Linked DNA regions of Mus musculus: region 1 is linked to region 2. A link is a contact called in public Hi-C data. All regions are on one chromosome and are shown on one strand. Each heading gives the region's core, a stretch centred on a gene start, on an enhancer-like site or on the middle of the called end of the contact. The rest is flanking DNA. Distances are from core to core; before and after follow the strand shown.

Region 1 (5,607 bases), core at 3,071-5,570, 310 kb after region 2:
CACAAAAAGGTCAACTACTTCAGCCTGTAGTATAAATGGTAAGGTTAAACCTGCAACTTCCCTTATGTGATCTGTGTCCTAACAGGAGTTATGAGCTCAGAACAATAAGTTCTAAATTGTGCTGTTATAAAATAAAACAGTTTCATTCCCCTATCTCATATATTGCTGTCTTAGAGTTTCTATTGTTGTGATAAAACACCATGACCAAAAGCAGCCTACACCTCTCAGGTCAAGAATCATCACTGAGGGGTGTCAAGGCTGGAACCTGGAGGCAGGAAGGAAGCAGGGGCCATGAAGCAATGATGCTTACTGGCTTGTTCCTCGTCTTGTCTCCTTTCCTTTCCTTTCCTTTCCTTTCCTTTCCTTTCCTTTCCTTTCCTTTCCTTTCCTTTCCTTTCCTTTCCTTTCCTTTCCTTTCCTTCCCTTCCCTTCCCTTCCCTTCCCTTCCCTTCCCTTCCCTTCCCTTCCCTTCCCTTCCCTTTCCTTTCCTTTCCTTTCCTCCTCCTCCTTCTCTCCCTCTCTCCTCTTTCTCCCTCCCTGCCTCCTTCCTTCTTTCCTTTCTTTGTTGTTATTTCACTATATAGCTCTGGCTGTCCTGGAACTCACTATGTAGAATAGGCTGGCCTCACACTTCCAGAGATCCACCTGCCTCTGCCTCCTGAGTGCTGGGATTAAAGATGTGAGCCACCACACCTGGCACAGCTTGCTTTCTTACACCACCTAGGACTACCAGCCAAGGAGTAGCATGACCCACAGAGATGGGCTCTCAGATCAATCAGCAGTAAGAAAATACTCCACAGGCCAAACTGGTGGGGACAGTTTCTTAGCTAAGGTTCCCTCTTCCCAAGTGACTCTAACTTGTGTTAGAGTCATTGGCTGCAACATTCCTTACTTAAATGCAGAGACGTGTATATGCAAAAGTAGTCCATCAGTAGCTGAGTTTCCCTACCTACTGGCTAAACACAGGATTGCTCTTACATTTCTCTTTTATTGTATAAGCTTCAGAAAGCTATTTTCTCACTTGGACATCTTTTATTTATGAGAACACTTATATAATGTGTTCTGTTCACACTGATGCCTGTTAATTTTAAATATGCTCAACTTGTACTAGATTGATTAAAGTCATAAATTGAGATGTTAAAAAACAGCAAGAATTGCAAGAGCTCCAAATAGATTTAATAAGAACCTATGTGGCCGGGCGGTGGTGGCACATGCCTTTAATCCCAGCACTTGGGAGGCAGAGGCAGGCAGATTTCTGAGTTCGAGGCCAGCCTGGTCTACAAAGTGAGTTCCAGGACAGCCAGGGCTACACAGAGAAACCCTGTCTCGAAAAAAAGAAGAAGAAGAAGAAGAAGAAGAAGAAGAAGAAGAAGAAGAAGAAGAAGAAGAAGAAGAAGAAGAAGAAGAAGAAGAAGAAGAAGAACCTATGTATCTGAAGCTGAGATGCTTTCAGAAACTAAATGCAGCAATATTTAAAATTGAGATACAAAAATCATGACATTATAAAACATTTGAATACAGTGTTATTCCGAATTTTTGTATACTTCATGCAGACTTGAAAGTACGTAGTTCTTAGAATTTATGATCATGGGAGGCTGTTGGCTTCTAACACCTTCATTTGACGGGTAGCTCTCCTTCCAACTCCACTTCTGCCTACTCAACGCTTCTTCTTACTAAAGACATTCTGGAATCAGAAACTTCTCTGATCTTCTCTGCCTGTCAAAAGGTGTTAAGATGAACCTGGAATTTGTGGATTTGTAGGCCAAAAACCATACAGAATAAGCAATGTCATATAGTTCACCCTAACATCATTCCTCTTTCACCTTACGTGGTCCTTTATTTATCTGACTGTCAACTTTAGACAGAGAACCTCCCTGCTGAAAGGGACGTCAGATTCTATCGCTTTGGGTTCAAGCCTCTTCTTCACATGCTCGCAATGCATATTTGCTGCACAGACTGAGGCTAAGGGAAGGTGCCACTGCTCACCCACCTTCTTTGTCTTCCTTTGCAGCAGTCCACATGTGCAGCGTCTTGGAACACAACTGTGCCCACTTCTGCCTCAACACACCTGGCTCGTACATCTGCAAGTGCAAGCAAGGGTACATTCTCAGCACGGATCAGAAGACTTGCAGAAGTAAGGCCACTTTGCTGATGTGTCAGTGTTGCTTGCTCTTTAGCTAGGTGTGTCTTTTTTTTTTTAATGCATGCCCATGTGTTATAATTTTATTCAGCCATAAGGAACATAATCATGTCATTTGAAGAAAATGAATAGAACTGAAAAGCATCATGTCAAACAAAATAAGAAAATAAGACATAGTATACTACATGCTTTCTCTCATAAGCAGAATATATATATATATATATATATGAGAGTTTATCTTTCTGCACCATTTCAAACATTATCAAACATTATCTTTTCACATGACAAGAAGATATCTGCAAAATAGCAGTAAGTTAAACCAACTTGACAACTGTGCAAAATTTTTTTAGCTAGGTGTGTCTTATTCACCCATAGTCCCTCTCCCAACCTACCTGCCACCTCCTCAGAGCTGGAAACAGCTTTTGTATTTCCCGGTATTACCCCCTCACCCACCACAGTGCCTAAGCCTGGCTCATAGTAGGTCACTAGGCAATGTGTGAAAGGTTGGTGGAGATGCTGTCTTTGAGAAGCAGTCCCTCTCACATCTACTGCCTCTTGGTGGAAGCTTTCCCACCCTGACTTTATTAGCTGGGCCCTATGGAGCCATTTCTCTCTTTTATCTTCTTCCCAAAGCATGGACTAAGGATGAGATATTGACCTCAGTAGTCAAGCATTGTGCACGCCCCATCCTAGAGATACGCAGGGATCCGGCTGCTTTAGTGATAGACATTTTATGGTTCTCCTAATTTAAAAAGAAAACAAAAAGGACAAACAGATATAAAGCATTAGAATTATTAGAACTTATGGTGTTCTTCTCTGGCCCAGTTCCCAAAACTAGACAACACACTGATATTTAAGCCAGCAGGAGGTACCCTGGCCTTTCGGGAATTAACCATATAGTAAGTGTATGCCCATCCTCTTCTTCCTCCTCCTTGTCCTCCTCCTTCTCCTTCTCTGTAAGTTGTAACTATAACCACTATTTTAACCACATACAACCCAACTGAGCACACAAGGCCTGGGAAGACTGGCTGCAAGGAAGCGAAGAGAACTCAGCTAAGTCTGACGTGTAGTTCATGCAATGCAAAATTGTTACAATACCACACGGAGAGCAATTAAACGCTAATGGAAAGCAGTTTGCACAAATGTCTGTAATTAGCACTGCATTTAGAAAGCCAAACCACAGTTTCCACTTCTCGTCTCACTTCTTGTTTTCAGCACTGAGCAGTTAATGGAAGGACCTCCCTGTCCCACTGTCAACTTGATTCTCTGTTCTGGGGCTCCTCTGTGACCCCAGGACTCCTGGAACCTTTGACACTCCCTCAGGTTCCCCAGCAGAAGTCAGTCACAGCAAATATTCACAGGTTTAACAGAATTCGCTGACAAGCCAGGGAGTCTGGAAGGGTCATCTAGAATAGTCTCACACATCTCTTGTTCACCTTGTCCTCTTCAGGTGTGTTCAGCCATCATGCCCACCCCTTTTCTGCTTTCTCCTCTTTGAGGAGCATAAAATATTCTCTGTGTCTCATGCCCGGTGATTGGCTGGGGCCTGGGAAGCTGCCAGTGCCTATTTTCTATGGGCTGGCTTAGCCATGCCAGATGAATTCTGACACCAATAAATAAATAAATTAATTAACTAATTAAACTAAAGAGCTTTTCTTCCTTCAATTTCACAAGCAGTCTTTGTCAGTCCTGCCCAGCCCAGCATAGGCCTGGTATTCCCAGACTCCTCTCATCCTGAGGGAAGTGCCTAGGCTTAGGGAAAAAAGGAAGGACCCAAGCAGAGCTCTGCCTAGCACTGTGGCATCAAAGAGCTCAAAGCAGAGGCTACCTGGGCTTTGAACAGGCAACTAGGTGCAGGATAGGGAAGTCCACTAAAGGAAGGACAGAAGCCTAGAGTAAAGGCTCTTAAATTCAAGAGTGACAAATGGATCAGAGAGCAACTCCCAGAGTCCTCGGAGACTCCAACTCTACAATCCAGTGTCTCCCTTTGTTTGTCCTTTTTCACAAAAAGATGTTGATTTTACTTTATGTGTATGCATGTTTTACCTGAATGAACGTCTGTTCACAGCATGTACCACATACCTGTGGAGGCCAGAAAGGATGTCAGATCTTCTGGAACTGAATTTATAGATGGTTATGTGCTGCCACGTTGGTTCTAAGACCCAAACTTGGGTCCTCTGCAAGAACAACCGTGCTCTTAATGCTGAGCCATCATTCCAGCTTCCTCTTCCTACTTCTCTCTTCCTCTTACTACTCCTCCTCTTACTCTTCCTCCTCCTCTTACTCCTCCCCCTCTTACTCCTCCTCCTCCTCTTGCTCCTCCTCCCCTTCTTACTCCTCCTCCTCCTCTTACTCCTCCTCCTCCCATTCCTTCACCTCCCCAAAACATACTGTTATTTATAATTACAGGTGTCATAGAAGCCAAAGGTATTATTTTCACTGTGATCTAGAGTGGTTGCGAGCCACCTTATATGGGTGCTGTGAATTGAACTCAGGTCTTTGACAAGAGCAATACATGTTCTTAGTCTCTAAATTATCTCTCCAGCCCTCCTCCTTTTTTTGACACTTAGTTTCACTAAGTGAGTGAAACTAGAAGCCTCTGTCCTCTTGAGTTTGGGGGTTTCAGGTTTAGTTTCAGAGAGCTTCTGCCCGATTGTTTCTGCCCTTTGAGGTCCTATAACCTTGGGCAGTAAGGGTTTGGGGAAGTGTCTAGCCAACACTAAGTTAGGGGAAGTTAGGGGAGACACACTTGGAAAAATGTGGCTGCTGAGCCTTGTCTTCTGCCCAGGCCTAGTTATCCTGAGCCATTACCAGAACCTTCAGCACCAGAGGTAAAGGTGCACACTTCCTTCTCAGAAGCAAATCATACTGTCTCAACTGAATTTCTGAAATGGGGTTTGTGAGACTAACAGGGCCATTGTCGTCCATAGGTTTCAATTTGGACCCTGACATTATCATCTTCAGGTTGTGGCTGCCTCAGCCAGACCTGCTTACTTAAACTCTTTGACCCTCAGTTTCCTCACTCACTAAATGGGAACAATGATCACAACACTGGGAACTTACACCGCTGTTTGAACTACGACAATCCATGTGCTGAGCCCTTGGTGACAATGGCTGTGTGAAGGCTAAGCTGAACCAGCCAGACCTCTGTCTACATGCTGCCTCCCTGCTGACACTAGTACAAGACTCCTGGGTGAAATGAGACACAGCTACGCACCATTTGATTAACATCCCACTGACTGTTAATCCTCCATGCCGTTGGCTGTACACAAAATGTGGGAAGGTCCCTGAGCCACTGCCTTGCCACACAGACACACATTACAGATTAAAGTATACTTTCCTTGCTGCTTTCTATGTATACTCTGCTTTTGTGGAGAGAGGGGACAGTCATAGGTGATTCATAGATTCGCAGAGTGTCATGGACATCCATCTCAAAGTACTAGCTCCCTTTCCCATGCAAATGGAGA
Region 2 (5,752 bases), core at 832-3,331:
TCTGTAATAAGATCTGACTCCCTCTTCTGGTGTGTCTGAAGACAGCTACAGTGTACTTACATATAATAATAAATAAATCTTTAAAAAAAAAAAAAAGAGCACTGACTGCTCTTCAGAAGGTCCTTAGTTCAAATCCCAGCAACCACATGATGGCTCACAAACACACATAATGAGATCTGACGCCCTCTTCTGTTGCATCTGAAGACAAATACAGTGTACTTATTTATAATAATAAATAAATCTTTGGGCCAGAACAAGCAGGGGCTGAGCAAGCAGAGTTGACCAGAGAGAACAGGGCTGACCAGAGCGAGCAGAAGTCTTAAAAAGTTCAATTCCCAACAACCACATAAAAGCTCACAACCATCTGTACAGCTACAATGAATTCATATACATAAAATAAATAAATAAATCTTTAAAAAAAAGTACAGGACACTGATTTGGGTGGCTCACACCTTTAATCACAGAACTCAGAAGGCTGAAGGAGGGGAATCTCTTTGAGTTCCAGGAAGCCAGGATTAGCTAGTGAGGCTGTCTAAAATAAATAATACCACTTAACCATGTTATTGTGAAGATTTCATGGGGTCTCCAGGAAAGGGCCCAAGAACAGTATCTGACATACTGACATATAGTATAGCAAGCTCTCAGTAGCTTTTAGCTACCAATAGTATGTAATCTCATTGCCTTTTATTTATTATTTCAAAATAGGGTTTCTCTGTATACTAGCCCTGGCTTTCCTAGACTCACTTTGTAGACCAGGCTAGCCTCAAACTCACAGAAATTCCCCTGCCTCTGTTGAGATTAAAGGTATGCACTACCATGCTTAACCTCTCATTACCTTTTAAAAGTAACATATATAAGTATGTATGAATGTATGTATGTATGTATTTGAACATGAGAACTCTCTAGGAAAAAATATGGAATTGTTTTGAGATCTGGTTAATATAGTAGCACACAGTTTTGTGATCATTTCAGAGGAAATTCTGATGGTGATGCTGTACATTCAGACGCTAAGCACAGGTACGGAACAATGACTTACATGTCTCTAAGAAAAAAATAAAGTCCAGAAAGTAACTGCTTTGATAGCATGGGGACCTGAGTTATAATCCCATCACCTGTGTTAGAGCCAGATGCAGTGATGCACATCTGTAGCCCAGCAACACACACACACACACACACACACACACACACACACACACACACACACACACTGTAAGACTCCGGGGAGCCTTACCTTACTGGGGACCCCCTGAGTGAACCACGGAGAGCCAATATTGATGCAAAAAGCAAGAGGAATTTATTGTTCCAGTGCACTAGGGTTGTCCCAGACCCAAAGGAGAGACTGTGACCCCTAGCAACCATTCGGCAAGTTTTTATATGGTTTCCAGGGGCAGAATGGAGCATCAGCAACTAGGCACAATATGATTAGCTGAACAGTGCACTCTTTAAATTGATTGGTCTTTAGGGAATGAGGTGACAAGGACTTCCCTCATCTGAAAGTGGACAATGGTCTGTCCTGCAAAATGTGTCCCCACCTGCAGGTCGGTTCTGCCCTGTTGTCTGAAAAATGTTAATTAGACTCGCCCTTCTGAAGGGGCAAGTGTTTCATGACCTTCCCAAAGTTTTTAAGCTGACCCTTTCAACACCACATGCTCAAACTCTGGGGAGAGGGGGCAGAGGGGGCAGAGGGGAAGGAGGAAGGGGGAGTAAACAAAGAAGTTTTACTTAGAGCCATTTACTTAATGAAGATAAGTTATTATTTTAAAATAGAAGTCTACAGTAGAGCTAATAATTTTCCTTTTTCACATTTTCCTGATTTCATTAACACTCAGAGTTTGAGTAAGCCTTTGTCCCAGAGCCCCACCCCTAACTGCAATACACACACACACACACACACACACACACACACACACACACACACACTGCCCAGGCCGGTGGTGTGGTTTCACCCTAGTCATGGGAGTCGGGTATTCCCCCTCCCAGCCCTCTAAAAATAGGACAAAACAGGATCCCTCCCACCCCACTACTTCCTTTCTTCTCATCACAAACACTCCACACTACTCTAGGTTTGAAAACAAGGAAGTCCCTGATTAACTGCGCCAGACACACCATTCCTCCCTTCTCTGTCACCATTTCCCTTTTTGCTCTGCTGAGATAAAAGAATGTCCCTGCACCCGCCCTGACGGCCCCTTACTTTTTCATTGTCTCTCATGAGCCTTGCCTTCCCAACTAGCAAGTTCCTCCAGAAATCAAGAATCATGTTTCAAAATCCCCACCTCCACAGAGTGGCCTGCCAAGAAAACTCAACTTGTCCAACTTCTGAGCTTTGTGGTATTGGCTTCAGCTCCTCCTGACCCCACTCCACTCAGTTGTTGGAATAAACTTGATATGAATATTATCTCAATTTCTTTTTAAACACTTGTTCTCGTTGCTAAGAACAAACAGATGACACTCAGAAGGAGGCCACTACATCCTAACCTTTGGAAGTGAACACATGGCAAGTTGTCAGAACTGAGTCAGAAATGTCTGTCCCCCTTCTGCCGGAATAAAGAGGCCAGGGTTCTGCTGGCATGGGGAAATCAGCAGAGCAGCCACTGGCTACAGCACAGGGCAGTTTTTGCATCTGCTGAATGATGAAAGGGATCTACAACAATTGCTACAGCAGCTGTACTTTTCCTTAGCCAATACAAGAAATCCCCTAAAATGAATTACTATTAATACAATGTGCAGATAAGATAATGGCAGAATTTAGTAATGCATAAAATGTAGCAAAACATAACTTCTGATTTTCTCTAATACACCTTAGAAATTTAGGTTATGTTGACAAAAAAAAAATCACATTTATACTGGATAGGTGTGAACCTTTAACCCCAGAAACACTCCAGGAGCAAAGATTTCCCTACTAGTTAGTTTAAGGCCAACCTGGTCTACATATTGAGTTTCAAGTCAGCTAGAGCTACATAATATTATCCTCCATCAAAAGAGGAAAAAAAAAGCATTGATTTGTTATCTCTTTGTGGGGGAGAAGGTCAGAGAACAATTTGAAAGAGTGCTCTCTCTTCTTCAAATCATTCAGGTTCCAGGGTTTGAACTGAGGTCATCAGACTTAGCAGCAAGTGCCTTTATCTGCTGAGTCATCATATAACCCTCTAATTTGACAATCTCTTTAATAGACCTTATATTGCTTTATGTTCACCTCACAGAATTCCTTCCAGTCAGGAAAATAAACATGGAGCTCATGTTAAAGATTTATTCATGGCACTGGTAGCATAGAGGAAGAGGGCTTTGCCACAGACAGTTCAAAGCATTTATTATCTACTTAGAAAAACACAGAAATAACAATCACTCTCAGAAAAGCTGGAGGTAACATATAAACAAGCATAATACCAAAGGTCTGTAATTATTTTTTTATAATACCTTTAAATTTGAGTGGCCAGATAGAATCCTATTAATAGTTATTAATATTTGAAATAATTTTTAGAATAAGAATGCCCTATGTTTTTTTTTTTTTTTGGTTTTGTTATTGTTGTTGTTGTTTCGAGACAGGGTTTCTCTATAGCCCTGTCTGTCCTGGAACTCACTTTGTAGACCAGGCTTGCCTCGAACTCAGAAATCCACCTGCCTCTGTCTCCCGAGGCCCTATGTTTTAAAAACATGTTTTCATTGTGTATCTGAAACTAAGGTTTAACTGGGCATCCTGTATTAATATTTGCTAATTCTGACAACCTTAAAGTTGAGAAATGTAGAGTACAGAAAAAGATCCTAGGCCAGTGGAGTTGGTCAGACAAGCTTCCTGGAGAATGCAGGTTTTAAGGCAGCTGCCTGAGGACAGCTTGAGATGGAGACAGAGAACGTTGCATCTGAAGGAAGGTCATGTCCTTGACACTGAAATGGAAGTGAACAAGTAATTCCTGGTTGGGATGGTGACCAAACTGGCTTAGCTGGTTCCCTGGATGGATGAGAACTACAAACTCCAATGTGAGAGATCCTCTCGCTACCTTTGTTTCTTCTATGTGAGCAATCTTCTGGTTGGACTTTTTTCTATGGGGTTTGTGAAAAAAAAAAGATAATGTTGCTATTATTCACAGTGATATAATTTTTACTGGGTTCTCTATATAAACCAAGACCAATTATCAACAGTGTGGACACAGAAGCATTTCTCTTTACAAGTTATACATATGTATATTAACATTAGCCTTGCATTGGGTACACATCTTTTTTATTTTATTTTATTATATTATATTTTATGTGCTTTGGTGTTTTGCCTAAATGTATGTTTGATGGTGCCAGATATCCTAGAATTGGAGCTACAGCCAGGTATGAGCTGCCGTGAGAGTGCTGGGAATTGAACCCAGCTCCTCCAGAAGAGTAGCCAGTGCTTTTAACCTTTGAGCCATCTCTCCAGCCTGCATGGATATACATCTTAATGACCAAAAATGATTTAAATGATTTTGAACAGGGTATGTGTCTACAGTTCCAGAAGGCAGACATGGGAAAACTACAAGAAAAATCATAAGTCTGAGATCAACCTGGGCTATGTGGTGAAAGACATCCTATCTCATGATGGAACAATTTCTGAGATGTGCGTACGTGTGTGTGTGTGTGTGTGTGTGTGTGTGTGTGGTGTGTGCATGTGCGACTGTGAGAGTGAGAGAGAGAGAGAGAGAGAGAGAGAGAGAGAGAGAGAGAGAGAGAGAGAGGAGAGAAATCCAATAACAGTCTCAGTGTTCTGATACCTGCTGATACTTGGGAATGCTTTTTGGTTTAGGTCAGGAGGATTCGGGGTTAAAACTGAAGTCTTTGCACTGAAGGAGCAAACCTAAGAATAAAGAGGATTACTCTCAGGTGCTAAGAAACCACTAAGTAAATAGAGGTATAAAGAAATAAAATTCCAAACCGGGTGTGGTGGCACATGCCTTTAATCCCAGCACTTGGGAGGCAGAAAAAGGAATATTGAGCCTTTCAAGAACTGAAAACAAAGGCAAATTGCTTGTAGATAGGCCAAAAGACAAATGGTCCTTAAGGGAATATGAATTTGAATAGGAAAATTTTAACAATAGAGAACAGACTGCCTCTTAGATTCATGATGTATGAAGGTTGATACAATTCGAGAAGCCATCACAGGACGTTGGCACAGGCCCAGCTGGCCTGCCAGGAAGACCATCTGGATGGGACGGAAATGTCTACTACACATTGGCCAGACGGACATGAGCCCTGGGGTGTTTATAATTGTAGAACTACCAGATAAGGTTGATGAGGAGCACCATCAACCCCAAATCACAAGGTCTCCCAAAGACCGAAGCCAGTTTGAGATATGAAAGGAGACTTTTCAGAAACAATTAGCTCAGCTGAGAATAAATTATTACCAAGTTCTTGAACTTGACCTGAAGTTCATCCCTGGTCTGATTAAGGCCAATCCTACCTTTTCCCTGCACGTAGCTCAGCAAAGCTCTCACTATCACTCTGCTTCAATCTGGAGTTTCAGACACTAACTCCGACTTGAAATATAGCTTTGAAGTTGAAAATTGTTATCTCCTTGAACATTCTGCTGTGGGAGAAAATCACTCCCAGAGTGTAGTAGAGACCAGATCAATTTAATTTTTCACTCTTTCAGGAAACAGAGAGAAATATTTGAAAGGTTTTTAAGGCAGCAGAGATAAAATATTTAGCAGTTTAAAAAGTGATTTTTTTTTAAACATCTAATTTTATTCTTAGAGAAAGGGAATGTGGCGTTTGAATGAGAACAGGCCCATAT

Evidence for each region. A called contact is a pair of places that touch in the nucleus more often than the background predicts.
Region 1: a contact with region 2 is called in a Hi-C map of the HPC-5 cell line, with 3 times the contacts expected there. The contact joins the promoter of 9430069I07Rik here to the enhancer-like site in region 2. A contact is called at or near these places in 2 of 484 Hi-C or Micro-C datasets (the HPC-5 cell line and the N1E-115 cell line), 1 of 115 datasets of contacts at active chromatin or transcription factors (embryonic stem cells) and 1 of 9 other capture datasets (liver).

What each region holds. Positions count from the first base shown.
Region 1 is chr15:34,353,552-34,359,158 of GRCm38.p6, forward strand. It overlaps 9430069I07Rik (RIKEN cDNA 9430069I07 gene), which reads right to left and starts at 4,321. Exons shown (of 4, transcript NM_001256161.1): 1 at 4,223-4,321; 2 at 2,799-2,882; 3 at 1,991-2,081. The coding sequence starts at 2,870. Matn2 (matrilin 2) reads left to right here. Exons shown (of 19, transcript NM_001358780.1): 4 at 2,012-2,134.
Region 2 is chr15:34,044,535-34,050,286 of GRCm38.p6, forward strand. No RefSeq gene overlaps it. Among named protein-coding and RNA genes, the nearest start is that of Gm41290, 9.6 kb to the left of the region's middle. Within about 2 kb of position 2,082, at least 197 of the 459 cell types and tissues checked have an H3K27ac peak or open chromatin away from gene starts, as enhancers often do. A contact at or near this core is called in the HPC-5 cell line and liver, where this site is marked.